Linked DNA regions of Gadus morhua: region 2 is linked to region 1. A link is a contact called in public Hi-C data. All regions are on one chromosome and are shown on one strand. The core of a region is the stretch at or near the end of the contact, and the rest is flanking DNA. Distances in the headings are between cores, read along the strand shown. Region 1 holds the start of top2b (DNA topoisomerase II beta). Region 2 holds the start of nr1d2b (nuclear receptor subfamily 1, group D, member 2b).

Region 1 (7,649 bases), core at 2,170-4,669:
GTACAGGTGAGGTTTCTCTTGGCATTACACATTTAGATCTTCAAAAGAAGATCAGGTTAGAAATAAAGGCGGTGTTGGATATCATCATTGGAAGTCATTCAAAAAATGTAATTGCCATGCACTCCAGGTTAAATAGTGTGTAAACGAAAGGGCAATCTCCTGGCTCCCCAGACCACGTGTGGACAGAAGTGTACTCATCGGCCCAGCGGCGCTGGCTGCACTGTGACCCGTGTGAGAACAGCTGTGACAAGCCTCTGATGTACGAGGTGGGCTGGGGGAAGAAGCTGTCCTATATTCTGGCTTTCTCCAAGGACGAGGTGAGAGCTGCCTCCCTCTCTGTATTACCACACCTCCAGCTAGATATAGTGGCCTGGGCTTTTGTCAATAGTCAAACATGTATTTGATGTACCTCTCTTGTTACCAGTCAACTTTATTTAGACAAGACATTTCATACACAAGGCAGACGTGCTCTGTGTTGCATATTAACTGAAGCCTGCTTATCCATGTTTTGTTTTGACTGACAGTTTTTTTATTCATACAATTGAGCCGTATATTGTCTGTCTAATCGAAGTCCTGATTCCAGCATATGATTGTACCCTGGGTGAGGCAGTAACCCCAGATGGGCCGTGTCTCTGGGCTTGCAGGTGGTGGATGTGACCTGGAGGTATTCCTGTAATCACCCAGACGTGCTGACCAGACGGACCAAGGTTCAAGAGGCCTGGCTGCTACGCACTATAAGCGGCCTCAATGTCACGGTACCTTTCATTACGATCGTTATTCAGTACAAAACATTTCTTAAGCCTTTAAACCACTTGTATAGAAGGGTTCCTAAATGTGCACGTGGCCTTCTACTGTAGCTGCACTACATGACACGATGTACATGTTAGTTCTTATTTTACCACATGAGGAAACTATCAAACTCATAATAACAGATCTATGGGCATTTATCAAGTCTAAACACGATCAATTCATGAATCTTCAATCACTAACTAACCTCCCAGTGTTGAGTCTCTTTGGGACGAGAAGCCTATTCATAAAGAGCTTGTGGTTTTTACTAAGGCGTGCTATTTCTGTAGCAACACCAACATAATCTGTAGAGATGTGGGTTCCTGTGTATGGAGTCAGCGAGTGCTGATTCCTCTGTGGTCGTGTGTTTACTGAAGAGGCAGCAAAGCGTGGGCCCAGAGAGGAAGAGGGAGCTGGTGAACCGGCTGCTCGTTGAGCTGGTGGAATTCATCTCGCCCAAGAAGCCCAAAGCGGGAGACCTTGGTGGCCGCGGATCCGGCTCGCTGGCCTGGAGGATAGCCAGGGGAGAGGTGGGCGCTCGGGAGGCCGTGCCCCAGGTACAGTACAAGTGTAAAAGAGGCCAGACACTAAAATACATTTTTGTAGAATCTAAATGGCACAAGAATTCAAATATTTATAACGTGACACGTTCAGCGGCCCAAATAAATATTTGGACAGTGATCAAGGCTTAGAAAAACACATCACAAACGGTGAAATGACTTCTGATGACACACAGCCACTGAATCAGCACTGACGGTGTTCACACGGTCCCCAGGTGGCAGAACACACGTTCACGCCCACAGACGTGGAGAAGAACAAGGGGCTGCTCCATGTGCGCTACTTTGCCAGCAGGGACCAGTACCAGCGCGTGTCCAACGGCGATGAGGTCATCCACGGCTGGGAGCGGGGCGTGTGGAGGAAGGACTGTGTCTTCAGGAAGGTGGAGAACGACTGGCAGATGGTGGGTCTCGTTTTGGAGCCGTGATCTTTCTTTCAACTGCATGTTTATTCAGCGGCAGGGATGTATATCGCAGTGTGAATGAATATCTATACGCATGCACACACACAAACACACACACACACACACACACACACACACACACACACACACACACACACACACACACACACACACACACACACACACACACACACACACACACACACCCCTTCTTTTATTGATAACGGCTGCTTGTGCTTTGGGTGCACAACATGTCGTCCCCAGGTGTACATCGCTAGGACAGAGGGGTCGCCTTGCGGGACGCTCAGCTGGAGGTTCGACTGCGCCGACGTGGGCGTGAAGATGAAGGCCGTTTCGGTCACCACACACAGCCAGACGTTCAACTCGGGGACGGTGGTGTGGAGGATGCGCTCAGGCCAGGCCGTTACCGAGTTCCTTGGAGGTATGGGGACGCTATAGCACCAGGACATGTGGACGACTTAAAACTGACCACTGTCGTCACTCAGCTGCTCTAATACTCGGCCTCGCTGGCCCATTACCTTCAACAAGGGCTTAAGCACTGCTCATTTTTATTGCCCTTGATTACATTTGGCAATTATGTTTTTTCTTTTTGCGTTGTCTGCATACACAGATGGGAGTCTGCAGTCATTCCCACTCTCCGGGTCTACGGAGCTTGTCATTGAAGCCGAACTCTGTGGCGGGGAAGGAGCGTTGTCATGGCAACACGCTCAGCTGTTCAGGCAGAGTTTGACCGAGACGGCGGAACCTTCCATTGAAATTCTCCTACATTTTGACGCTTGACGACGGGCGTTTCAGGACGGACTAGAGGAATGCAGATTTAGGATCCACACCATCCAGCTCCTTAAAGAAATAAATCTACACTAACCAGCCACCTAAAGAAATACATTTACAGTAAGCAGCTCCCCAAAGACATCTAGACTAACCAGCTCCCTAAATAACATTGGACTCCGCTCTGAGCAATGTGGGGTTGAAGGGGCTCTACCTTAAATGTGTTTCCTACTGTTGAAGTATAATATTTGGTTGTCATGACTCATTTCTCTGGCTAACAAGACAAATGAATAACCGATGTGGCATGGCTAAATAATACTACTTTTATGACAGCCACAAGACCCCCAAAAAATATTGAACCCCCTCTCAACTAGTCAAAATATCTCAGAGATTCTATCAGATATGTAAATCAAATGGTAAATATTTAAATATTCTATGTTATTTTTCTTCTTGTAATCTCATGTCACCTTTCTCAGAAATTGTGATTTGTATCCTTTTTTCCAAAAATTCCTATTCGGTTATGTCTAATGAAAGATTGGGATGATACTGTTTATTCTGTCACTACTGAAAATGCTGATCCTAATGATGGTATATGTGATTAAAAACAAATCTCTGCATTCGCCATAATAAAGATATTTTGACCAATTTGTTACCGGCTTATTTGAAACAGAAGCTGCTAGGACGTACTGCACTGCAGAACAGTGTCTGGAACACAGACCGTATCATCTGCTGTTGCTGCTGAAATGTATGCCTATCTATGACGCCCTCTAGCGGTCAGAAATGTAAAGTACTCCGGGGACCACGGAGTACTATAGACCTCTCTGATTGGCCGAGGTACCGGTGCCTCGGAAAGAGAGCAGCAGATTGGCCAATCCCGCGGTGGGGATCTGCCGTCTGTGTTGCTGATGGCGGAACCGGACGGTGTGTGCAGATAGCTACCTTTTAATTTTTTTTTATGAAAAGTATTTATACCACAAGGGTTCTTGGAATATTTTAACCAGGCGTTGTTCGAATGCAACATTATTATTTTATAATTAACTAATGTGCTATTTAATGTGCGTTTTTGTACAGTATTTATGTGTTAGCAAATAGCTCCGTTAGCATCTTTGTTGGAGAGAAGGCCTAGCGGAAAACACCGCTTGTCGATTTTAACAAAAGCCGCGTCACCCTCCCCTTCCTCCGCCTGTTCGGATGCCGGTGAATCGTAACCTTTTGAAGATGGCTGGATAAACGTATGGAGTGTGGATTCATATTTTGGGATTAAACCAAGGACAGTTACATCGTTGATGGACTTTTAAATCCGGTGGAGTTGAGAAACCTTCAGAGATCTGCATCGGGAGAATTAGGGACCACAAAGGAAGATGTCCAACGGCGCAGCGGGCAGTGGGGGTTTAACCTGGGTGGTAAGTCAGCCTCTCTGCACCGTGCATGGTCCTGCATGTCCTGATCAGTAAATGGCTTCAGGTCAGGCCCCGTACTATTCAGGACGACGCGTATACGCGTTGAATACAACTTTAGGAAGTAGTCTATCGTTGCACAAGTCTTTTTTTTTTGCACAACACTTTCTGTTTAGCAACACATCTTGGCTCTATTTTGTTCGTGTCTCCCTCACCGAGACCCCACCTGGTCGGTACAGCTAGGTAATCTCGTCCTCGGATCCCCGCCCCGACCCTTGCAATGTGGCCCAACGCCGGGTCACAACTTTAAACCCTCCGTGTGCCTCCGGAGGCTATAAACAAAGGATCAGCTGGACTGGCTGCTCAGATGCTCTTATGTCAACCCTGTCTCTTTAACCCTCAGCCGTTCTAGATCATTGTTGTAACCGAGGACGGTCCATAATATTTGCCGAGGCCATTTTACGTGTATAAGACATCTCTTCGTGTACAACTATACTACATACTATGTTATAATGTGTAATACACATTTGTTACGCGAGCTTCCACCTGGAAGACATTTGAAACACAATAACATGAATTGCACACACTTGAAATACACCTTAACGTCCCATAAAACCCATCAACAACCTTGCACACAGTGGCCATGCACAAATGGCAGCATCGATTATTTTAATAACCGGACGTCACTTGTGGCACAGGTTCATTGTGATGATAAGGACCAGAGAGGACGTAATGTTCTATATATAAACGAATATGTTTTGAGTCAAAGAGAGCCGTTATCAAACACATGGTCTTAAATTGGCTTAATGACTTTATCATCACACCTCCTGTCCTTTACCACTAAATCACATCATTTCTGGCACTTTCCTCTTTGGGTTCTGTAACGCTGAACTTTGCTCCTGGTTTGAAAGGGCTTCTTGTTCACCTGGCAACCTCTACATCTTTTGATACTAACTTAGCCCCTCCGCGCTGAATTGGTTGGCAGTAAATGCAATATAGGCTCCCCTCCATACATTGCTGATGTATCCACATGTATTTTACTTTCTCTTATCCTGATGAATGGGATTCACTCACATGAATGTGGTCATGTGACGTCCTTTGAGACTTGAGGTGCAGGTCTATAATATCAATTATCAACACATTATTCCACTGCAAAACTGTCTTTCAGGTCATTCTTTCCTTTTTTCAAATTCCTACAAGCCTCTCTGTTTTCTCGTAACACGTCTGCGCCAAATGTGTCTAACAACAGACCCTCTTTGAAAAAAACAATGCCGCCAAAAAGGAGGAGGCCGCGGCGAACGGCGGCAAGAGCGAGTCCACCAAGAAGGAGGGCTCCAAGAAGATGACGGTGGAGCGCGTGTACCAGAAGAAGACGCAGCTGGAGCACATCCTGCTCCGCCCGGACACCTACATCGGCTCGGTGGAGCCCGTCACACAGGTGAGATCCAAAGAGCCCCTCCGCTTCTCCTGTTTACCGGTTATCGATAGAAGATATTGAAAGCGACACACAGTGTATTCAGTGCAAAGTCGAACTCATCGTGTTCATATTAGTGGAACACTTTTGCTTAGTCATTACATTTTTCTGTGTGTCTGCGGATGCACTGTGAAGTTGTTAGTCTGTTGGGTGAATGCTAACAGTGACGTTAAAAGTAATGAATAAAGAGGTCATGAAGGAGCAGGAAGGGGTATTGTAAGCTCCCAATAGGTTGTGGACACTAGGGATCCAACCTAGTATTCTTGGGTCTGAGTCTTGACCCCCTAACCACTACGCTACCCACTACCCTACCTGGCCTCTACATTTGGTTTGTGAAGGTACATGATAATGAACACAACACATCCATGATGAGTTCTGAAAGCGCAGCAACAGATACAGTGCCTTAACAATCGGTTGTATTGGGGGAGATAGGCTTGGTTCACTAGACTAGATCCCGTGGGAGAACCACGGCTGAGAGTACGCTTCACGTCTTCCTTGCTACTGCTGACTCGGCTCCAGACCATTCTCACACCAAATCTCTCTTCTTTTATCCAGCAATTGTGGGTGTTTGATGAAGATGTCGGGATGAACCTGCGAGAAATCACATATGTCCCTGGACTCTACAAAATCTTTGATGAAATTCTTGGTGGGTGAGCTTTACTTTTCCTCTTCTATTGTTAATCCAGACATCTCTTATTTGGGGAATTAGGCATAGCTGCCTTAATGCGCTATTTCATGTAAACTGTAATAATTGTTTAATAAATCTGGCAAAAAAATAATGGGCAAATCGGAAATTTGCCCATTTGATAGATTTTCTGCTGCTTACTTTATTGTTATTGTGTGTAAACTACATCTTTATGTCATTTTCCCTGTTAACAGTAAATGCAGCCGACAACAAACAAAGAGACAAGCATATGACCACCATAAAGATCAACATTGATCCGTAAGTGTTCTCAATGGATGTCTGTATTCCTGAAGATATGATATGAACGCATAGCGGATGAATGGTTTCTGGTTCCTACTGCTATTGGAGCCATGCTGGGGTTGCCTCCATTATTAACCAAACTGCACCGGTAGCAGGTTTGACTTGAGAGGAAACCCAGAGATGTGCAGAGCTGGAGGGAGGGAGGGAGGGAGGGAGGGAGGGAGGGAGGCAGCCTGGTTGTCTGGCGCTGATGAATCTGGCGGGAGTCTGCGCATGGAGTGCAGCGCTGCCCTCATTTCAAATGCAGACGGTGGAGCTCTCCTCCTCCACCCCCACCCTACCGTCCTCCTCCTCCACCCCCACCCTACCGTCCTCCTCCACCCCTCTCTCCTGTCCTCCTCCTCCCCTCTCTACTGTCCTCCACCCCTCTCTACTGTCCTCCTCCACCCCTCTCTACTGTCCTCCTCCCCCCCAGCCTACTGTCCTCCTCCTCCCCAGCCTACTGTCCTCCTCCTCCCCTCTCTACTGTCCTCCTCCTCCCCTCTCTACTGTCCTCCTCCTCCCCTCTCTCCTGTCCTCCTCCTCCCCTCTCTACTGTCCTCCTCCTCCCCTCTCTACTGTCCTCCTCCCCCCAGCCTACTGTCCTCCTCCACCCCACCCTACCCTCCTCATTCGATCCCTCCCGTGGTAATGATAGCTCATTAGAGCGTTTCTTTGATGGCTGGTCCTGGCTGTATCCTCAGCACTGTCTGATGTCAGGCAGGTGGAGGTTCCCTTTCAGACTGAAACACTGCTCTATCTCATTCCCATGCTCCTCCTTTCCCCCTAGCGAATCCAACACCATCTCCGTGTGGAACAACGGCAAAGGCATCCCCGTGGTGGAGCACAAGGACGAGAAGATGTACGTCCCGGCCCTCATCTTCGGCCATCTCCTCACCTCCAGCAACTACGACGACGAGCAGAAGAAGGTCACAGGTATGAAGGCCACGGCCATGCGGGGGCGGCGGGGGCGGCCACGAGGGCGGGCGGACGGCCTTAAGGCCTGCTGTGTTTGACCCTGGGTATGCTGTGCTTCCCCCCCGCTAGGTGGGCGCAACGGCTACGGGGCCAAACTCTGCAACATCTTCAGCACCAAGTTCACAGTGGAGACGGCCTGCAAGGAGTACAAGCATAGCTTCAAACAGGTGCTTAGACCGGGCCAGCATCCTCTGACATTGAGGGTGACAAGCATATTGCAGTGCTGGATCGTCTGAATCGTGTCATGGTTTTAACGGCACATCAAATACATGCTGTTTTACAGGGCTGCGCAGAGATCCA
Region 2 (7,649 bases), core at 1,877-4,376, 140 kb after region 1:
GTTTAACCATTCAAAGTGGGGTGTCATTGTCCCCATGGACCCTGTAAGTGTTGTAGGACATGGCCAGGTTACAGCCATCTGTGTCTCTTCCACACAGTCGTCTTATTGCATCCGGAGCGATAAACTACATTGACACATCGACCTATCCTTATTTCTATCTCTTACATGCATTGAGCATTCATCTTGATAGCAGTCAGTGCTGCAATCCAGTGTTTACTGGCACTGAATGACGCTGTGCACTAGTTTTGTTTTGGATAGCAAATTTATCCGAAAGAGTGAGCTCCTACTCAACAATGGTACAGATATTCAAAAATAGGTGGTAGCCATGGCAATAGCACACCCCGATTCTTCCTACAACATCTCCCTAAAGATACGCTCTCTTTAGCTGCTTGTCTGGGCTACAGTAGAGCAATGAAGGTGCATCTTGGTGGTCTCGTGGGAGAAGACCCGCTCCCCATGTAGCTATAAAGGCTCAAACCAACGTAACGACAACACAGGATTCTGGTTTTCAGGGGATTTTACACTATTGAAAACATACCAATGAATGTTATGTTCCATTTCTGCCAAGTCTTCGTTAGATGCCACTAAATTCTGACTGAGTGAGTTTTCTCGTCTTACTTGTGATGCTTCCTTTGGGAGTGATGTTGGAAGCGCGGCCAGATTTCTGGGGTGCGGCCGGTGGGGGCGGTCCGACGGCAGGGGGAGGGGCGCCACGGGGGGGCACCGACAGAGACGGGCGGCCGGGTGGGTCGCTGTGGCAGGACTCTGGGCTGGAGGCCGAGCTGATGAAGGCGATCACCCCCCCTGATGCACAAGGGCAGAATGACACAGTGATGAGAGACAGCCATATACAAAGAAAGGTTTGGTCCCTACTATTTAGAATCACCGCACAATATTGCCATTCAGTCAAAAACACGTGGAGGGCTGTAAACCTGGCTGACCCGGTTAATACTGGCATTAGGACACCTTTGCATCAGCACCGCCACCTACACATATCGTCCCTTATGGGAGACGGGAAACCACACCATGGCTGTGAGTTAAGGGCCTGACTGGAGACCATGGCTGTGAGTTAAGGGCCTGACTGGAGACCATGGCTGTGAGTTAAGGGCCTGACTGGAGACCATGGCTGTGAGTTAAGGGCCTGACTGGAGACCATGGCTGTGAGTTAAGGGCCTGACTGGAGACCATGGCTGTGAGTTAAGGGCCTGACTGGAGACCATGGCTGTGAGTTAAGGGCCTGACTGGAGACCATGGCTGTGAGTTAAGGGCCTGACTGGAGACCATGGCTGTGAGTTAAGGGCCTGAATGGAGACCAGCATCAGGTATTTCATTTGTTTCTCACACGCTGACCTGGTTCAATGTTCACCACATTCTCAGTTAGATAACACATTGACATCATGCATGCATCAGCAGTGTGATGGTACACAGGAAGCCTTTTCAACGCACACACTAACTTATGGACCCTACATTCTGCCTGGCAACAGGCTCCTCACAGAAACAAATGGAAGACCTTTTTCTAAAAGCCACCTTTTTGTCGGCCCATAAAGAAAGAAATGTATCATCTGATCCAAAAGCTGTCTCGGTTTAATGTTATACAATTCATATTAAAGTACAATTTGAAATGACCTGGATTCCATTAACTTTATCATCATCATTGTCATCCAATTATGTTGACATCAAATATGCCTACAGAACATTTGAGCATGATCCTATTTCCCATTAGGATTAGATGATACAGTAGAGAGAGAGAGAGAGAGAGAGAGAGAGAGAGAGAGAGAGAGAGAGAGAGAGAGAGAGAGAGAGAGAGAGAGAGAGAGAGAGAGACACAGAGAGAGAGAGAGAGAGAGAGAGAGAGAGAGAGAGAGAGAGAGAGAGAGAGAGAGAGAGAGAGAGAGAGAGAGAGAGAGAGAGAGAGAGATCCATTGCTCTAAGATCTACCAGGTGGTTTCCAGAAAATCCCGTAGCGATGTTAATAATAATAATTAATAATGTTAATAACTCGGTGATTGACAGGCCCCCCGGAGCGCTCCTCTCGGTACGGGACGCACTAAGTGGGTCATCACGTCCTCGGTGACGTCTCACGTGTTTCCACGGCTTTATGCAATGCGACGACACAACCACCCTGGACCAATCAGAGAGGACGCAGGCAGAGCGTAAACACAGGGCACATGGCCAGGAGGAGCGGACCATGTGAGGAGGAGCTGCAGGCTCTGGTTATACTGGGCCATTCCCAGTGCTGCTGCTGCCCACACAGTTCGATGAAACCAACAACACATTGATCTCCATGAATTACAACCCCTTATTCAAGATGTCAAACCAAGAGAGTGACCTTAACAATGTAATGTAAATCAACAGTACGGTTAGGCCTATCTGGGTGTATAAGGGTTGTAATGTATTACAAATAAAAGGAATGCAGCCCTTTGCGACCCATTGATGACTGTATCGGGTGAAACCATTTCTCACCAGCTTTGCATGGCTCCATCTCCTCCTGGTTATCCTGTCGCTTCCTCGACCTCCGAGTGGTTCTGCTGGTTACTGATCAGGATCTCCTGATGGTGACGCTACACCGTGAACAATATGAAATCACTGTGAATAGATCCCGTCGATCCACCGGTAGATGAGCTCAGAGAGCAGGCCACTGTTCCCGGTACAGTAGATCTGTGTTTTGAGGAACCATCTCACCTCACAGAGGAGAGGCTGGCGGTTCGTCTGCAGCGATGGAAATACTGCGAGATTAGTTATTCAGACTTCGTCTTTAACGGCATCCAAATGTTCCCATTAATAACACGTTAGTAAACTCCAAGCGATAATAGCATCAGTTGCTTGCAAAGGTGAAAAAGTATCCCTGCGACTCCACCGCCGAAGAAGACCTGCTGGCTCTGACTAACCTCGTTCGCAGCGTTTTCCTCTCGGACCGTCTGGGACATGATTGACCAAATCCGCGTTACCGGGGATAGAGAGGGCGGGACTTCCGGTATATGAATATTTGTTGTCGTTACATGTTTCGGGCATAATTTGGTCATATGTTGGTCAAAACTCCATATTCATTCTCATCGTCGTTCTCGATGTTATTCTTGTTCTAATTCGTCTCGCTTCGGGACTGTTCACACTGGCGTGCACTGCTCATACAGACCGGAAATTGCTTGGCGGTGGACCAGGATGCAATACAATTCAGGATCCTCTCTCAGCGTCGATCTGACTGGAGAGCCCTATGCACCATGTGACCAGCCTGTCCTCGGCTCCTCCTCTCCGACGCCCAGCGGGGCGTCAATGTGACCCACTGACACAATTAGACAAAGTTAAGGTGAACATTAATAACAAAGGTCTCTCCCAATTGAGGACGTAAACATCAAGTAGATGAATTTATTTGCATGATGGCCTGCTTATTTAAAACTTATTCCCAGCGTATGATTTAACTTAAAATATTAAGACAAGAAGATCAAGTTTATAAGATAGGCCTAGATAAAGGATATTGCTTGAATCTTTATTTTATTATAATTATTTACAGCCAAGATAATATAATGTTTCCATTGAAATTATTACTTAGCCTAAAAGTTACAGCATTTCATTCACAAAACATATACACCCCGAATTATCTTTTGCAGGATACTGGTTCAGCAGTAGGGCCTATGGGAGGAAACTGGACAGCAGGGTCCCCCGTTTGGAGACCAGAGGGACCAGACTGGAACATGGATGCTTTACCAGTCTTACCGATCTTACCGGTCAGAATGTTCATTTTCTGTAGCGTATAATTGTCTTTGACATTTGAGAGATGTTTTTACTAGGCCTGCATCATATTTAATCCATCCAAGGCACATAGTTCTTCAAATGTTTTCTAAATGCACTTTCCTGTGTCAGCAGTCACTGATGTTTTACCAAATCTATTTCCTGAACATCCATCATCTTTTTGTCCTGATGTTTCAAAGGAATAGGCTGGTAGTGACAATATTACTACTAATAATAATACATTCATTTTGTAGAGCGCTGCTTAAAATACTCAATGGCACTTTGCAGCAAGATATAATCTAATTCCAAATAAAATCTAATATAGCAGCATGGATATGATTAAGAATCAAATAAATAATTATAATAATAATAATACCTTAATAGAATACCTGCTTGTATCTTAAAGTGTATCTTAGGTGACCTTGGGTGTCTTGAAAGGCGCCTCTAAATTAAATGTATTATTATTTTATTATTATTAAAACATAGCCCTTTTGTAAATATATTTTCAATCATTCCATAAGGTTATTACATTCGTTTACAGTCCGAGGTTGGAGGTTTTTATATTATTTTACAGTCCACGGTTGGAGGTTATTATATTATTCTACAGTCCACGGTTTGAGGTTATTAAATTATTCTACAGTCCACGGTTGGATGTTATTATATTATATTACAGTGCACTGTGGGAGGTTATCCATGATGCGTTGGACTGCCCCCTGGCGGCTGCTGGTCGGAAGTGCAGCACACGGGCGCACTAGGACGCGGCGGCTAGGATGCAGAAATGTGACGATAGACTGAACAAATAATGATATTTGCTTGCCTTCAAAATGTTTCCCGGAGTGATCTATGCATTGCTGGCCGGCTTCTTGGGAGCCGTGGCATCGTCTTCGGCCAAGCTGTCCCTTGGAGCGGACTACCTGAAGGGGGTTTGTGAGACCGGGCTCCGGACCTGGGGAGAGCAGCGGCGCTTCAGACAGCCTGATGAGACCACCGCCTGTGACTGGGTGAGGCCTGCTGCTCTGATATATACTATACTGGTATACAGTTTACACATACAGTATGTATATAGTGTCCAGTATAAAGGTGGTAGGCCTATACTGTTTGCACTATCGGTGATGATTCTAATGTGACTGGGAGACGAGTACTGTAGCCTACTCTATTGGTGAGGAGTCGACTGGAAGGACTGCTGTGTGTCGCCAGTCTTTTGCAACTATGATACGATGATAGCAACGCGCCTGCCTACTGGTGAGCTCTGTCCACCAGTAGCACCAGCAGCACCAGTAGCACCGTCCAGTAGCACCAGCAGCACCAGTAGCGCCGTCCAGTAGCACCAGCTGCACCAGTAGCGCCGTCCAGCAGCACGCTGCCACCGCGCGCGCGGCGATTTGCATGCGGACATTCGAGCTCGTGCGTCATCGTTTTATTGTGTTCCTCCTTTAACACGAAACACGAAAACGTTTATCTTCTTTATCTTCTTTATAATGATTAGTGTTGGTTATGTCGATGTGCTTTAGTGCAAGTCTGTAAGAACTATTTTTTAAATAAAAATGTGGAGGAATTCATGAGGATGATGAGGCGGAGGATGTTTTTCTGAGTGACCTTCAGACCGACAAGCAGCACGTGCTGCCATGTAACATTGTTAAAATAGGATCAAAGATGGTTCGAGGTCCTCCTCTAATATCATCCAACCCTCCCATGTACTTGACGTTTTTAATCACCATGAGCGTTTGAGAGCCCACCCTTCAGCGAACAGCACGAACTCCAGTGCTTCTATCGGGTCTGAAAGAGTTGGCACAGTCGACCGGCCGTATGAGCCGCTGCATGATGACTGCAGCCCCGGGGTTCATGTCGCCAGTGGTGTCCTGTAGTTCCCAATGAGAGCGATGGGCCTGTGTGTGTTGACCAGCTCCATGCGTGCCGTGTGTGTGTGTGTGTGTGTGTGTGTGTGTGTGTGTGTGTGTGTGTGTGTGTGTGTGTGTGTGTGTGTGTGTGTGTGTATGTGTGTGTGTGTGTGTGTGTGTGTGTGTGTGTGTGTGTGTGTGTGTGTGTGTGTGTTGACCAGCTCCAATTGTCCCATGCGTGTGTGTGTTTATGTTGACTATGCGTCCCGTGTGTGTGTTAACCAGCTCTCTCTGTCCTGTGTGTGTGACACACACACACAGGACAGAGTGAGCTGGTTAACACACACACACACACACACACACACACACACACACACACACACACACACACACACACACACCACACACACACACACACACACACACACACACACACACACACACACACCAGCTCTCTCTGTCCTGTGTGTGTGTTGACCAGCTCTCTCTGTCCTGTGTGTGTGTGTGTGTGTGTGTGTGTGTGTTGACCAGCTCTCTCTGTCCTGTGTGTGTGTGTGTGTGTGTGTGTTGACCAGCTCTCTCTGTCCTGTGTGTGTGTGTGTTGACCAGCTCTCTCTGTCCTGTGTGTGTGTGTGTGTTGACCAGCTCTCTCTGTCCTGTGTGTGTGTTGCTCCCCCCAGCTCCACATCCCTCTGCGGCTGCTGTGCGGGGGGCTGCTGTTCACGTGTAACGCTGTGATGTGGACCTTCCTGGCCAAAGCCCTGCGCTCGTCCTCCTCCTGCACCCAGACCACTGTGACCACCACCGCCTCCAACTTCATCTCCTCCGTGAGTAGCGGCTCAGATCAACCAATCATCCAATGGGCCTGTAATACGATACCGCCCAATCAGCCCAGGTACCATGACCGGTAGGGTTAATAATCAATGAGCAGTCCATTGTTTTTTGTGTATCTACGATAACTTTTTTTGGAAAGGATCAATACAAAGTTAATAACGGCCTTTTTGCTGAAGCTTGCCAGCTGGATGCGTTCCAACATTAAGACAGGAAAGTCGATTGTTCTTCTGCTGGGCAAACGTCCACACACCGATTTACCTCAATCTGCTGCCGTTTACTGTTTGCATGATAGGTGGTACACGATGGTGTTAGTTTGTTGTGTGGTTAACGATAGTGTTAGTTTGTTGTGGGGTACAAGATAGTGTTAGTTTGTTGTGTAGTATTAGATAGTGTTAGTCGGTTGTGAGATTAGATAACGTGTTAATTTGTTGTGTAATATTAGATAGTGTTAGTTGGTTGTGTGGTAAGATAAAGTGTTGGTTTGTTGTGTAATACAAGATAAAGCCTTGGCAGATCTCCTACACATAAATGTGCTTTAAGTTTTAAGTTTTGTTGTTTCTTTACTTCTATTCATCTTATGTGAGGCTTAAGTGCAGGGTTAAGGGTACACCCTGCACAGTGCAGGGTTAAGGGCTGTATTTAGGAGGAGTCTTCCTGTTTCCCCGCAGGCCTTCCTGGGCCAGCTGATCTTCGGCGAGGCCCAGATCACACTGTGGTGGGTGGGCATCTCCCTGACCTTCTCGGGCCTCCTGGTGCTGCAGCGAGCCGCTCCCCAGCAGGACCGCCGGCCCGCCGCGGCCCACAAGGACGAGTAGTCTGCCGAGATGGGCTTTATTTATACGCTGGATCTGGGTGGCACACATTGCCCTGTTCAACATCCGCCAGGCGCCAGAGACACGTGGCGTGGGTTGGTCTCTTGCGTTGCTGCTGCCCTGTGTGTCAGCCCCACGTCTCAGCGGGGCGGGAGATGGTCGTATGGCTAGCGCCGTCACTCATTGCTTGATTGCGCTCCACCTTTAACTCCATGCATTGTTTGAGTATAACCTACTTGCTTTTACACCGATTGCCTTTCAGTTATCCTATTTGAGTGTGAGAACCTCTTCTGCCGATCAACCTGAAAGATTAACAGCTCTTAATCAACGATTAGTTCACTAGCAAGCTGTGAAAATGATGCTGTGACCAAACATTAATGGAATGAAATCATGATATTAGGATATTTTGATGTTTTCAATAACAGAATGGTTGACCTCA

What was found. A called contact is a pair of places that touch in the nucleus more often than the background predicts.
Region 2: a Hi-C map of heart shows a contact between it and region 1, with 3 times the contacts expected there. The contact joins the promoter of nr1d2b here to the promoter of top2b in region 1. A contact is called at or near these places in 3 of 6 Hi-C or Micro-C datasets (gill, heart and spleen).

The regions. Positions count from the first base shown.
Region 1 is chr22:19,093,705-19,101,353 of gadMor3.0, forward strand. It overlaps top2b (DNA topoisomerase II beta), which reads left to right and starts at 3,420. Exons shown (of 36, transcript XM_030347289.1): 1 at 3,420-3,939; 2 at 5,216-5,371; 3 at 5,963-6,053; 4 at 6,287-6,350; 5 at 7,162-7,307; 6 at 7,419-7,516. The coding sequence starts at 3,898. ngly1 (N-glycanase 1) reads left to right here. Exons shown (of 12, transcript XM_030347290.1): 6 at 1-6; 7 at 172-317; 8 at 645-755; 9 at 1,164-1,343; 10 at 1,562-1,747; 11 at 2,012-2,189; 12 at 2,379-3,181. The coding sequence ends at 2,548.
Region 2 is chr22:19,234,574-19,242,222 of gadMor3.0, forward strand. It overlaps nr1d2b (nuclear receptor subfamily 1, group D, member 2b), which reads right to left and starts at 3,127. Exons shown (of 8, transcript XM_030347294.1): 1 at 2,464-3,127; 2 at 619-804. The coding sequence starts at 2,482. tmem42b (transmembrane protein 42b) reads left to right here and starts at 4,121. Exons shown (of 3, transcript XM_030347939.1): 1 at 4,121-4,727; 2 at 6,245-6,391; 3 at 7,067-7,649. The coding sequence starts at 4,551. The coding sequence ends at 7,213.